Linked DNA regions of Mus musculus: all the other regions are linked to region 1. The links are chromatin contacts, called in public Hi-C and HiChIP or PLAC-seq maps. All regions are on one chromosome and are shown on one strand. Each heading gives the region's core, a stretch centred on a gene start, on an enhancer-like site or on the middle of the called end of the contact. The rest is flanking DNA. Distances are from core to core; before and after follow the strand shown. Region 1 holds the start of Tbx20 (T-box 20). Region 2 has its middle 66 kb from the start of Gm40509. Region 3 has its middle 79 kb from the start of Gm29824.

Region 1 (4,444 bases), core at 747-3,246:
GCTAGGATTGGCTTAGCATTTAAAATTTGTAATTTTGATTGAAGAACATTTTTTGTTGTTGCTTTGTTTTATTCTGTTTTATTTAGAAAACTAGTTAAAGAACTGATACAGAAATGAGAGTAGTGGAGCTGGCAAGCTTCCAGACCACTGCTCACATGTTTGTCAGGAATTTTGACCTGAGATCTTCTTTTCCTACTGGGTACCAAAATGAGATGGGGGTATTAAATTCCCTAAGTACAAGGATAATGATCGGAAGCCTCAGCAGGTCCAACTTGGACAGTAGTAGCCAATGCTCTCTCTAAATAATCAGGATTTGTTGGCTTGCTCACATTGCCTTCGCAGATCTTGACTTAGGTGGAAGTTAGGAGTTCTTATTCACACTCATTTCCCTGTCTTACATCTCCTTGGTACCACTGTTGTTTTGGACTTTAGTAATCTCCTGTCACTGTGTAAACTCCTTAGTTTCCCAAGCCCCTTTCTTCTCTAGTGTTTATCTTGGATGTGAAATGTATTAGAGTTGGGAAGGGATAGCGAAAAAGAAAAAAGTGATGACTTTTTTCAACTGTCTTAACTTAGCTACTTGATTTCTGATAGTCGGCGATTAGGGTGTGCGATAATTATTACCAAGGCCCTTAGAATAGCAACTCATTTTCCCTGGGTTGTAAGGGTTTTCAGAACCCCTATCCTGAGCAGTTGCTTTTATACAACTCTCGTGTGCTCAAGACACCCTCACCGCTCATCTCTCTTTAATCTGTGCCTAGTTTCCTCTGTAAAGAAAACAGTTTTTATAGAGACAGTGTTAAATTTCGAGGAATTTGGGGAGGCCTTGCCAGTCTCAATTGAAAATCGCAAGTATAAAATGGGGGTTCCTGACCAAAAAAAAAAAAAAAAAAAAAAGCCGGCTCTTGCGTGGAAAAACCGGCCTATTTTATAGTCCTTTTCAGACATATTAAGACTGTTAATTGTGATAGAAAAATTAAACTGGCTTCTTGTGAAGTCTCAGAGTCTTTGATTCCAAGCGCAGGCTTGGGTGTTATATACCACCGTGGATCCCGAATCTTAACCCTTACTTGTCCTTGAATTTGTTTTCATTCAAACAAACAAATTTGTACAGCATTCATACTATCTAAGTGATGTCGAGATTCCAAGAAACTGGGGAAAGCGAATACAAACACAAGCCGGTAGTGAGAATTCACTACCTTTAATTGATGGTGAAGCCTCCAAAGAAAACTTGAGAGGAAAAGAAAAAAAAAAAGTCTTTCTCCCAGGACCGAATTCTGGTCCATACTCTGAGACTTAGCAGTAGATCCAGACGGTAGAAAAAGCCACCTTTGCTTCCCGCGGAGCAAACTGCCCGCACCCGGGAAACAGATTAGCAGGGCCCATACTGACTGCCTAGTACCCCGACTTACCCAGGGGTTTGATGGTGTTCTCTGCTGCCTCCTTCTCCTTGGGGCCGCCGCTGGACATAAGCGCGGCGATGGAGAAGGCATTGGCTCGAGAGGAGAGCTGGGGCTTGGGCGACGCCGTGAACTCCATGGTTCCCAGCGTGCGGTCCTGCTCAGGAACCTGGACTGACAAACCACAGTCCAGCTTCCCCAAAGGGAGACAAAGACCCGAAACTGCAGCTCAAAGTTCCAGAGAGCAAGCAAAGCGGAACTGGGGACCCCCCCGAAGCGTCCGTTCCCAGGTTTTGATGGCCTCTCCAGTCCACTAGAGCAAAGCAGGGGAGCCGCAGAGACTTCGAACCAGCAGGAAAGCAGGGTGGGGACCAGCCGGGAACTCAAAACTGTAAGCCCACTGCGCAAAACGCGGGGTCCCCAGCACCCACGCCGAGTTCTCCCTCCCTTCCCTCCTTGGGTCCGCTGAGTGGCCCAAGTCCGAGGAGGTGACGATCGGCGTGGGACTCTAGAGGGTGCGGAAACCAGGGAGTCGGATCTCCTCTCTGCAGAGCGCAGCAAGGCGCGACCTAAACTGTGCCTAGGCGCCTGCTGCCTCGCGCCTTAATTTGCTGGCGGTGGCCATCCCTGCGGGCAGCAGCCAGTCAGCGTGGTCTCACGTCACTGCTTCCAGACTGTGCGGAGTGGGGCGGGGCCGAGCGGCGCAGGGAGAGAGCGCCTAGGGCACTGCGCCCTCCTGCCTCTGCGCTCCCGGTGGAGAGCCGGAGAAGACGCACAGTGAACAGGGTGGCGGAGCTAGCCGGACCGCCTCCGCCCAGAGTCTCAGATCCCGCAGGAGGGAAGCATGCGCTGTCTAGAGAGGCACTTTCACTGCTACCCAGAAACAGGCATTTGCGTTGCTCTGGACTGAATGTCACCAAAGGAAGTCCTACTGAGTTCCGCATTTTCTACCTTTCCTACTGGAGCTCCCAAATAGTTGAGAAGGGCCCAGTAGAGCAAATTCCTCATCGCTGAGCGGCATTAACCTGGTGACGCAGCACAGTGCCTAGTGCTAGGTCCCCTACTTGACAGTCCCCAAGTTATGTCTCTTTTCACAGAGAGCTGGAGAGGCAGGGCTCTGGGAAAGAATGCTGAGCTGCAGGGTGCCTGTAGGAAGGATACTTTGTTTTGATTTTTTGTTTGTTTTTGTTGATTTTGTTTTTGGCGAACCTGGCTTTCTGCTGTGTGGTGGTTTGTTTCCCTTCTAGTCTGGGTTTTCTATTCTGGAGACTCTGAAAGTAGGGAAGTGGCCTGAAGCAAGGAGGGGGGGTCAGGACTTGGAGCTCTAAGGGGACCATGCGATGCATAGTGACTTTCTGGCTCCTCCCCCGCCCCCCCCCCACACGGAACCATCTATCTGCCTTGCAGACGCAGACTGGGCTAAGGACTTCCCACAGCCTTGTGGAGGGAGTCCTGTTGGCCTTGCTCAGTCTAAATAATTCGAATTCTCCAAATTCGCGGGGTAATCCGCTTCACTCTCAACCATGTAAACTCTAGAGGACACACACACTCAAGCTATACTTGTAAATATTTGCTCTCCTTTCCAGCCAGTTGATCTGGCGATTAGGAACCTCTTGGTAGGTCTTAAGGGGGTAGGGGAGGGGTGGGGTGAAGAACATAAAAAGAAAGACATACCCTGTCTCCCATTGCATCCTCTTCACAGCTCCCGAAACATAGTTATGGGCGAAATCGAGAGCCAGAATAACTATGAAGAACATCCCGTGTAAACAGAATGTTGGCATCTGAGGAAGTTCTGATTTAGACTGGCCTGGCCATCCTGTCTATGTTTGCTCGTTTCAGCATTTGGGTTGTAATGTGTCAATGTTGAGGGAAATTAGAAATTAGTAAAACTGCAGACTTTTCATACTAGAAGGTTTTTTTTTTTTTTCCTTGTCTGGACCAACTACTTTGAAAAGATCGAAGGTGACAAGTTGGCAGAGCAGTGTCTCTTTTTTGCAAGTCTCCCCCATCCTCCAACCATGTCCCAGTCATTCCCCTCTCCTCCCCACAGGTCAGGAATCTCTGGACTCATAAGTGTGTGCAAGTCAGTAGAGAGTATCAGATCTCCTGGAGCTGGGATTACAGGCTGTTGTGAGCCCTCTGTGTGGGTGCTAGGGAGTGAAGTCCTCCAGATCTCTAAAGAGGAGCAAATGCTTTTAGCTGCTCATCCATCTCTCCTGGCCTTAGATACAATGTCTCAATCAAGGTAGTGTTTTCTTTTTATTGTAAGGTTCCCATTGGTTTGCTTCTTGTCTGATTTTTTTAGAGTTTGTCAAGGAAGATGGATTTATTTGAAGAAGAGAGTTTTTGTTTTTGTTTTTTTAATTTGGGAGAGAGAGGTTTACTTAGACCTTGATATAATGTTTCAACTAATGTAGATTTTGTTGGTTGGATCTAGTTTTCAATAGCTCACTGTGTTGTTACACCCTAATTAATAAAACTATTATTCCATCTTATAAGGGGAGGTACTGTCTTTACTACCTTAGCAGCTTAGATTGTTGGAATGGCATCCTGAAAGATACATCAGTTTCAGAGAAGCAGACTGAGCACAGGAAAGCAGAATTGCTGAACTTGCTTTCCCTTTTCCTACAAGTGCCACTGTGTCCCAGTTCTAGGATGTTTGTGGGCAGAAAATCACTCAAAAGCAGAAGAGACTGCGCAAGTGGGAGGAGACAGCAAGCTGAAGGAATTGAAATGAACACTTAAACAAAGCCATAGGCCAGAGGTGAGTCACTTGGGTGTCCCTAAGCTATGCATCTTGTTGGCGTTGAAACGATCATCACAGCCAAACATTACTACAGGCTTATTATACTGGTAAGCTGCTCTCCTCTTAGATCCAATGCCTATATGAATCAATGTGTTGCTATAGGACCTGTAGCTAGTGCTGACAGAGAGGAATCGCCTCAGGGTAATCTAAACCTCCTGCCTAGGGAAGCTGAGGGTAACTAGTCCTGAGGTCCTTTCAAAACCGTCCGGGAGCAAGGGTTAATGCATAAAACCCCCGT
Region 2 (4,444 bases), core at 641-3,140, 100 kb after region 1:
AGAGCATGAACAGCAAGGTGGCACTCTGGCCAGGTGTCTCTCCAGCTGTGCTGTGCACAAGGACCACCACAACTCTTCTCATCTTAGATACCTGGAGACCACCCCCCCACCCTCCCCCCCACCCCCCGCCACCCGGCTGATAGCAAGTAAGAATCCTTAAAAACTCAGTTTTAAACCTTTGACTGGACCTCTCAGAGCATCAGTCCTAGTAGCAATAACAAGATATTCCAGGAACACTTAAGCTCACCAAATTAAATTTCTCTAGCTGTTGTGCCTCTTCAGGAGATGCAGAAATGTGTCTACAAATGCATTACCTCTCACCTGCCTCACCAAAGCACACGCCAACACTAGACACACCCTGAGGAACCTACAGTAAGCACACCACAGTGCAGTTAGCCTATGACAGAGTAGACATTTGGTGTTTGCTGAATTAAGTAACAAGAAGTTTGACTTTCTGACTGCTTTGACAAATCAAATGTGACTCTCTAAAGAAAATAGATTTCAAGTGTGGGGAGCGTAGGTGGATGAGAGGAAAAAGGAAGCCATCTTGCAGCTCACGGAGGGAACTGTAAAACTGGTTGCCCATAGTGTGAGGTGCACACTAGTGGGTTTTCCTTTCCATTAAAAATCACAGCAAAGGAGACACAGAGAAGTCCCTCACTGGAAAGTATCTATCTTAAGCCTCCCCTATATCCCAGAGGACAAATATCTGGCTTGAAGAGTCATTTCTCCCCAGTCCTGTGTCTGTGGTAGACACATCCAATCAATCACAGCCCTTTCCCTGATAAGCACAGATGTGACTTTAGAAATCCTCAGGTTTGAATGAGGTGTTGGGTAACTCAGCCCGCCCACTGGTGAACCCTCGTGCCTGACAGGATTTGGCATGAACACATGGACATACACTTTCCAGATTATCACTTGCTCTGTAGCTGTCTTGTAAAATGCACACACAAGGTTCCTTTGTGCCCTCTGCATTGCAGCTCAGCCTGTACTGAGTTACTGTAGGGAGGAGAGGCAGCATGCTTGTATACACGTGGAGCAAGGCTTAGGAAGCAAGCTTCACACTCCCATGCCAATGACAGCTTCTAACTCATCTGCCATTTACTAACAAAGCATTTTTAAGAGTCAGGCATTGATTCGCTCTCTGTTTATATCCATACCATATTCCTCTCATAAATACTGCTTGGTACGAGAGAGATGTGTGCTGAGTCACACACCATAAGGTGGTGTGGAAGTGTTGTTTTCTGCCCAGCGTCATTACTTCAATTATATTGAGCCCTCTCTGCAAGCAGCCCCACCTTTAAGCAGTCACTAGGCGTGATAGGAACTTTGTCTGGAAGCCCTTCTAGAAGGTCTGTAAGCAACCGCACTGATTTCTCTGTCAGCCGGGCTCTCTGCCACCAGTCAGTGGTTCCGTTGAACATTCAGTGCACATTCAGTCAGTCATGGTGAGCTGAGATACTTGTTTCTGAAGTTTTGTGACTGTCAGCTCACAAAGGGAGTCATCATCCCCAAAGATGCTGAAAGATTGTCATTTGGCTTTTCCCACTGGTGCCAAATGTAAGCAAGACATGGATGGGCCTTTGAGGTTCTCATTCTTCCAAACTTCCTCTGCCTGCCTCTAAGGCCCCTGGCTAAAAAGGCCTGCAGAGTTGACAGGTGCCACGCCCTGCTCCACAAAGGAAGAGGAAATTCTTTTCAGCCTCCATCCACTTAGGGATGTCTTGTGATAAAGCGAGTACAGGGTAGCACCCAACCCTGACTCACCCTCCTCACCTCATCCCTGCCTTCATCCCCAGAAAAAGTAGCTTCAGTATTATAGCCAGTCCAGCCATGAGGGTGAGCCAAGGGACCAACCTAGGCACTGCATATCACTGCGGTGGAATTGTCCCTGTCGTCGCCTCTACCAGTTCTAGCTGGCCCCAGAAAGTGACAGCTACCAAAGCAGTCCCATTCTGTGTCATGGCTTAATTATCATGTCAATGTGCATTCATTAGCATGGCAGCTGTCATTGTAAATGGGGGAGCCAGGGGGTCCCAGAGCCTCTGGGGTCAGCCTAATTGATGTAATGAACAGAATACTGTATTTACTCAACAATGGTTGGGGTTTCTCTCCTGACCCGGGGAGGGCATCAGGGCTTACCCAATCGATAGCAGCTGAATTTTCATCAGCAGAGATGGGACATGATCCCTGGGCCTGACCCCTCCAGGCCAGCCAAGAGAGCTGCAGGTGTGCTGTTACAATAAGAGACTGTGCATCTCTAAGTCGCCCAGGGACAGACAACAGCACTGAATCTCTGAATCGGAGGAAAATATTCATTAATCTATGGTACGTATAAAGCTAGTTTCTACTTACCCCTGGTTTCAATAAAGTCATATAACTTTAACCATGTGCATGCTGGGACTCTCTTCCGGCTGGATCAGAGTTTGAAACAACTGGGTGGTAAATGTGCGGTGACCACTGACTGCCATATGCTGCTCTAAACAGTGTATTAGGGCATTTAATTCTTCCAGCTTCCAGTCTTCTTCCAATTAACTATTGCTATATAACCAATTGCTCTCAGTGTCTAAAACCAATCCCTTCTTGCTAGTGTTTCTCACAATTCTGAGGGCTTGGTACTAGAATAATATTTCTCTTTGCTCTATAAAGTCTGGAGACAACAGTCATGATGATTCCTAGGGCTAGCACAGCTGGAAGCTGCTTCTCCCCAAACACACAGCCTCAAGTCTAACTTAGACTTCAATGTCATAAGGTGGTTTCATGCAGTCTAACTTTGTGGCACTTTAAGGCTTCACAAAACAAAACAAAACAAAACAAAACAAAACAAAACAAAACAAAACAGAAGCTGATCACTCCTTGAAGACTATATATGGAATAGTGAGATACACTAGAGATGCACCCTGACACAGTTTGCAGCCAATTGGAAGTCTTTATTACAGCTGGCTGTGACAGGGTCCAGAGCTTGGGGTTTTTGAAGGTTAAAAACCACATCCTGGCATCTCAGCAGCTGCCTGCAGAGTTGGGGGAAGCTTCCTAGAAGCAAGCCGGTTAACAGAAGCTAAGATAAGCAGTTAGCTGGAATGGATTTTATAAAAGCAGGCACTTTAACAGAAACTGAGATAAGTTAGATGGGACATTCTGATCTCAGGTCCAAGAATAGAGTTTGGAAATTTTCCATGGGATTCTCCATCAAGAAGATCAAATTCTAGTTAAATCTCAAATGACCTTAACAAGGATACAAGATGGAGGAACCTCTGCACTGTCCTGCTGGGCCACACAGTGACACTTGCCTAGATCTTATTGGTAAAATCAATCCTAACCCAGTTCATATTTAAGGAGTCAGAGGGGATTGGGGCCTCTTGAATAGAGAAGTATTGGAGGCTTTGAAGATATCTCTGATACACAACAGGCACTAGGGTTGTTCACATATACATACCAAGGTCCCGGGGAACAAATGTGGACTGGCTGGGATTGCTCAGTTGGAGAGCATGGTGTACTATGCTTTGGACTCACATAGCCTAGCTCTTGAACACTTAACTGCTTACCTTGAATAATTTGTTTTCTTCTTAGACTTATATAATGTGAGAGTCTCAGTCCATGTTCTTCAAAACTCCCTTATAAGTGCCTCAACTTCTGTAAGGCTTTGATTTCCTGCCTTGAAGCAGTGGTGGAAACCTTCCTTGGACATGTCTAGGGTCTGAGAAGGGGCCAGCACTAACTCAAGACTTTGTGCAGAGAGGAATTGCCTTGACAGCATTAAATTGCCCCAAATCTCAAGTTGATCTGCCCTCTGGAGAAAGAGTTTGTGGGACCTTCAGGGGAAATCATTCTATTAGGCAAACCAAGAACTTAATGCAGTCTTGGCCTACAAGGAACAATCACCCTTTGTGACCCAGGACAGAGTATTTAACTTCCTAAAGCCCAGTGTCCTCATCTACAAATAAATAAAAGATCTACAAATAAATGAAGTTGACTAAGTTTAATAGCAAAAGGCTTCACTTTTTTTTTTTTTTAAGTAGTTGGAAGTTGCTTCCCAGGGTGACCACAGTATGGGCTCCTCAGAATTCGATGGAAGCTTCCAGGGCATGGTGTTTATAACAGTTACATGGATTTAGATTCCACTCCTCCACTTAGATCCTTAAAACTCCACCTGCATTTCCTGAAGCCACCTTCAAACTTATAAAGTCTGGGGCCATGGACTTCAAGTTCAAGGAATTGATAGGTGGTTTAAATGACACTATGTGGGCAGACCTGCCATCCCAGGACCAGCCACAGGGTGTACTAAACCAGGATCACTGAATCTGAATGCCTCAGCACAATTGGGACACAGAGTGACATCAAGAAAGAGCTGTAGTTTTCTGGGTGATCATGTGAAAAGAAGCCGATTACATGTTTTAACAGTCTGTGACAACAAAGATAAACTTTCAAGTTATATTTAATGTTA
Region 3 (4,444 bases), core at 762-3,261, 81 kb after region 1:
GAGGCCAGGCGTGCTGTGAGGCCAATGGCAGAGTTCAGCAGCGTGCTGATGTCTGAGACACTCAGCAGAGCCTTTTTCCTGGGTTCATGTTCTTGGCAATGTGATAATGTTCTTAATTAGCACAGTGACCCATGTGCAGACATCCTGACAAGCCAGGCTTTCATGCTGGGATAGAGTTGGAGGTAGGATGAGAGCTTCCAGCGGCCGGCCATGGGGGGGGGGGTGGGGGGTGGGGGGAGGTCTTCACTTAAAACAGCTCCTAAGACATGGGGGGTGGGGGGGGGGCTGGAAGGAAGAGGGCCCCAGATAGAGAGAGCAGGATGAGAATGTTTTGCTGACAGAAAGGAGATTTGAGACCAACTTCTAATGGTAGTGATGTCTTAATCTCATTGCTAGAGAACAGTGAGGGAGATTAATTTAGAGACTTCTGTGTGTTCCCTGTCCACTGAGGGCTAGAGCATAGTCTCTCTTTCATTCCCTCCTGTCTTTTCCCTAACTCTTTCGTCCCCTCCCTTCCTCTCTTCTCTCATTCTTTCCCTTCCATCTTCCCACAAAGACCTTATCAAACAATTGAAAGTAACTAGGGAGATCATCTTCTATAACAACATGGTATCCAGTCCTTTCTCTTTCCAGGGACAGGCCCATTGATGACAAATGTAATGTTGGAGTGAATTCAATGGTGGTTTCCCAAAAACATACAAATACCTAAACCTTAACTGCAAAATGGGTCATGCAAATGTATTGAAAAATTCCAGGACAAGATCATCTTGGATGTGCAAGTAACCCCTAAACTGGGGTTCATATAAAAGAGAGGTAAGGGTGACAGAAATGCAGGCAAGGTCCAAGGAAGATAGACACGGATGCAGCCACACCCCAAGAACTCTTAAAGCCACTAGTAGCTGCTACAGGAGGTCTTGAAGTATTCATGATTCAGGAGTTAATTTGGGGAAAAAAAAATGAACTCTTCCTGTTCACAGCAGCAGCTAGAAGATACAAATAAAAATTGCACACTCAGAACCAGTATGCCAGTCTACTCCAATGCTAAGTCACACCAGGTGAGCCTTGGGCATTCTTTCTTTAAAATCCATGTCTGGGCTGGGCTGGAGCAGGGTTTCTGGAACTCTCCTGTATACATGCACCACCTGGGGACTTGGCTGCAGGGCAAGCAGAGTCACAGTGAGTCGATACTTGGGTCCAAGATGCAGCACTGCTGAAATGCATCTTGTGACACAGATGTAGCTCATGGTATGCCACACTCTGATCTCACAGAGTTAAGTAGGACACAGACTTTCCAACAGCAGTAGCACAGTGCATAGGAATGTGAGCTGTGTAGTGCCGGAAGGTCCTAGCTAGGCTCCAGGCTTTGTTCCCCTAGGCCCCTTGACCACACTAGCTACATTTTGCAGGTTTATTTACTGTGGTTGTTTGTCCTGTAACAGCAAGAGGGGCAGGAATTAGACTCATACAGTCCTTTGTGACTTGTCTTTCTCATCTGCTAAATGGGGAACTAGGGCTACCTAAGTTTCTTCCGTTCACTGTTTCTCTAACATGACAGAAGATTCTGTCATGGGTCTTTGTTTCCATCTTTCACCTTCTGCTTGAAGCCTTCCCCCAATTTCCTCCACGCTAAATACATAAAATACCCTGAAAGTAACCACAACCTAGTCCCCCTTTATACTTTCATTTCTGAGTTTGTTTGTTTGTTTGGTTGGTTGGTTTTGCGACTGGTCTGAGAATTAAATCTAAGGCCTTAAGCATGCCAGGCAAGCGCTCTGCCCCTCGGCTACACCCCTGGTGCTGAGAATGGCTGATTCTCACGAAAGACTTGTTGCTGAGGCTTTCTGGTCTGTCCTCTGTTTTCAAAGAGAGCATGTACCCCACGTCTGTGTGTGTCTGTACAGCAGTTAACCTCGCTGTCCTCACTCCTGGGTTTGGTTCATGCTGAAGGGCTTCATTCAAACTTGCTGTGAAGGTCAGTGCAGGCGCCTGCAGTGTGTTCCCTCAGCACAGTTGGGGCTGCTGCTCTGTGGGCATGAAGTGCCCACTGCCTTTATCAGGATGGCACTCTCGCAATCACTGGCTCTTACCAAAAGCACTTTAAGGGACGACACCGCAGGGTTTTGTGACTATGATGGAGAGTGTCCAATAATCTCAGCTTCACAGCCATCGCAGAAAAGCCATCTTCAGAAATCATCTGTAAATTCCTCTGCTCTCTTACTGCATGGCCACGCTCACCAAAATAAGTACTTATAGGGCTTAGTTTTAAAGGTGAAGCAAACCCAACCCAACCAACAACCGCTGAGGCAGAACCGACACTCGACCCCACAGACCTGCCTGCCTCTTGCTGAAAGCTCAGCTGCTTTCTTCACCGACCAATGCTCCACTCTTCGTTTGCCTCCCAGAGCTGGACTGGGACAGTGCTGCCAACAAGAGACCAGACAATGACTGTAACCTCCTCCTTAACTTGGCTGGACTTCATTTTGCTTTTCCTCACTGTTTCCTCTCATTTTTCTCCTCTCCCCGACTCTCTCAGTGAAATTTGTTTGGTGACAAAAGCAAAATACCTCATAGTTATGGACACTGATAATAGGAATGCACCTAGGACAGAGGCATGTCTAATATGTTCTTATATGTCACATATGTTCTTATATGTCTCACATGATCTCTCATGTCTATGTTCTCATATGCCCTCACATGTCTCACATGTCTAGGTTCTCACATATCTATGTTCTTACATCTCTATGTTCTCATATGCCTTCACATGTCCTCAAATGTCTCACATGTCTACATGTCTATGTTCTTACATGCCTTCACATGTCTATGTTCTCACATGCTCTCACATGTCTCACATGTCTATGTTCCCACATGTCTATGTTCTCACATGCTCTCCCATGCCCTCACGTCTCACATGCCTATGTTCTCACATGTCAATGTTCTCACATGTCTATGTTCTCGCACGCTCTCACATGCCCTCACATGTTTCACATGTCTCATGTTTTCACATGTTCTCACAGGCACCGCTTCGTCCATCTGCATCAGATCTGTGCTAACAGTTTCACCTTCTCTGTCACTCAAGCTCATACAGGGCTCTTTTCAGTCACCTGGCTTTTGCCATCCTTCAGCCCTCACTACGTATTAACAGAACACTTTTCCATGGGGCCCTTGGAAGATTGCTAACTAGTCTCTGAAGTTTTCAGGTCATGTGGCCCTGGTCGTATCTGGCAATGGTCTGGTTTCCAGGGCACACACCTTCATCACTGAACTCTGACTTTTGCACATAAAATCGAAGGGAATCTTTATTCAGGGGGCTGTGGATCTTGGACCACAGAGCACTATGGTAAGCATCAGCTCCTTCCCTGTTTTTGGTGTTCATAGGTCAAGAAGGGTGAAGCCAGAGAGAGGGACAACAGAAGTATGTTTAGGAGCCAAACATGAGCTAGGGTCCTTGTACGACTCAGCCCAACATGTACAAACATTGGGAAGGACAGGCTGAGGATGTGCTGGGAGGTGTGTGCAGGGGCAGGGGAGGCAAGTTCTCAGCTGTGCGTGTGTGCTGTGCACTTGGGAGGGAGTCCGCCGCATCCTGCCACACTATACTCCAAGGGTCATGGCACTGTGTGAATTCCATTTGCAAGTCCCCTTTTAAAAGGCCGAGCTGGCCTTCCTTAATGGAGAAGAGCCACTCTGAGCTCACAGCAGAGAGAAGGCAGCTCCCCAGGCACATGGGAGACATTGATGTCACCCACTTCACTTCTGCTGTCCTCTATGCCCTGGTCCTCCTACCTCCTTTTTTTTTTTTTTTTTTTTAAGCGTTTTTCTGTTTTCTTTTCTTTTTTTAAGATTTATTTATTTATTTTATGTATATGAGTATACTGTAGTTATACAGATATGGTTGTAAGCCTTCATATGGTTGTTGGGAATTGAATTTAGGACCTCTGCTCGCTCCAGTCAACCCTGCTCATTCTAGCTCAAGAATTTATTTATTATTATACATAAGTACACTGTAGCTATCTTCAGACATACCAGAAAAGGGTGTCAGGTCTCATTACAGGTGGTTGTAAGCAACCATGTGGTTGCTGGGATTTGAATTCAGGACCTTTGGAAGAGACCTTTGCTCTTACCTGCTGAGCTATCTCGCCAGCCCCCTCCTCCCACCTCCTTTTCTGCCCTGCAGTCACCATATCCTGTGCACATATACTAGAGGCTTCTTATGTATAAGCATCAGTGTGTGAGACTCAGAGTGGTGTGTCAAATAGTTGGTCCAGTAAAGCTCTTGGGAGAAAATAAAGTTTACCTTGGCCACTAGGCACACATGACATTTCTGTATACTACCTACCAGGTAATCTAAGACTACATGCCCATGGGTGGCACTGTCCACTGTGGTCTGGTCCCTCCCAAATCAACCTTCAATCAAGAAAATGCTCCCACAGGCTTACCCCAAGCT

Evidence for each region. A called contact is a pair of places that touch in the nucleus more often than the background predicts. HiChIP or PLAC-seq counts read pairs in DNA pulled down with a chosen protein or histone mark.
Region 2: a Hi-C map of the N1E-115 cell line shows a contact between it and region 1, with 4 times the contacts expected there. The contact joins the enhancer-like site here to the promoter of Tbx20 in region 1. A contact is called at or near these places in 3 of 39 promoter capture datasets (embryonic stem cells, epiblast stem cells and liver), 6 of 484 Hi-C or Micro-C datasets (the N1E-115 cell line and embryonic stem cells), 5 of 115 datasets of contacts at active chromatin or transcription factors (cardiomyocytes, embryonic stem cells, extraembryonic endoderm stem cells and 1 more) and 2 of 9 other capture datasets (adipose tissue and pancreatic islet).
Region 3: an H3K27ac HiChIP or PLAC-seq map of heart atrium shows a contact between it and region 1, with 2.2 times the contacts expected there. The contact joins the enhancer-like site here to the promoter of Tbx20 in region 1. A contact is called at or near these places in 3 of 484 Hi-C or Micro-C datasets (the N1E-115 cell line, embryonic stem cells and liver), 2 of 115 datasets of contacts at active chromatin or transcription factors (heart atrium and neural progenitor cells) and 2 of 9 other capture datasets (liver and pancreatic islet).

The regions. Positions count from the first base shown.
Region 1 is chr9:24,772,307-24,776,750 of GRCm38.p6, forward strand. It overlaps Tbx20 (T-box 20), which reads right to left and starts at 1,997. Exons shown (of 8, transcript NM_194263.2): 1 at 1,413-1,997. The coding sequence starts at 1,539. It overlaps Gm29824 (a long non-coding RNA gene), which reads left to right and starts at 3,418. Exons shown (of 3, transcript XR_870586.1): 1 at 3,418-3,645; 2 at 4,049-4,164.
Region 2 is chr9:24,876,906-24,881,349 of GRCm38.p6, forward strand. No RefSeq gene overlaps it. Among named protein-coding and RNA genes, the nearest start is that of Gm40509, 66 kb to the right of the region's middle. Within about 2 kb of position 1,891, at least 23 of the 459 cell types and tissues checked have an H3K27ac peak or open chromatin away from gene starts, as enhancers often do. A contact at or near this core is called in the N1E-115 cell line, where this site is marked.
Region 3 is chr9:24,852,895-24,857,338 of GRCm38.p6, forward strand. No RefSeq gene overlaps it. Among named protein-coding and RNA genes, the nearest start is that of Gm29824, 79 kb to the left of the region's middle. Within about 2 kb of position 2,012, at least 2 of the 459 cell types and tissues checked have an H3K27ac peak or open chromatin away from gene starts, as enhancers often do. A contact at or near this core is called in heart atrium, where this site is marked.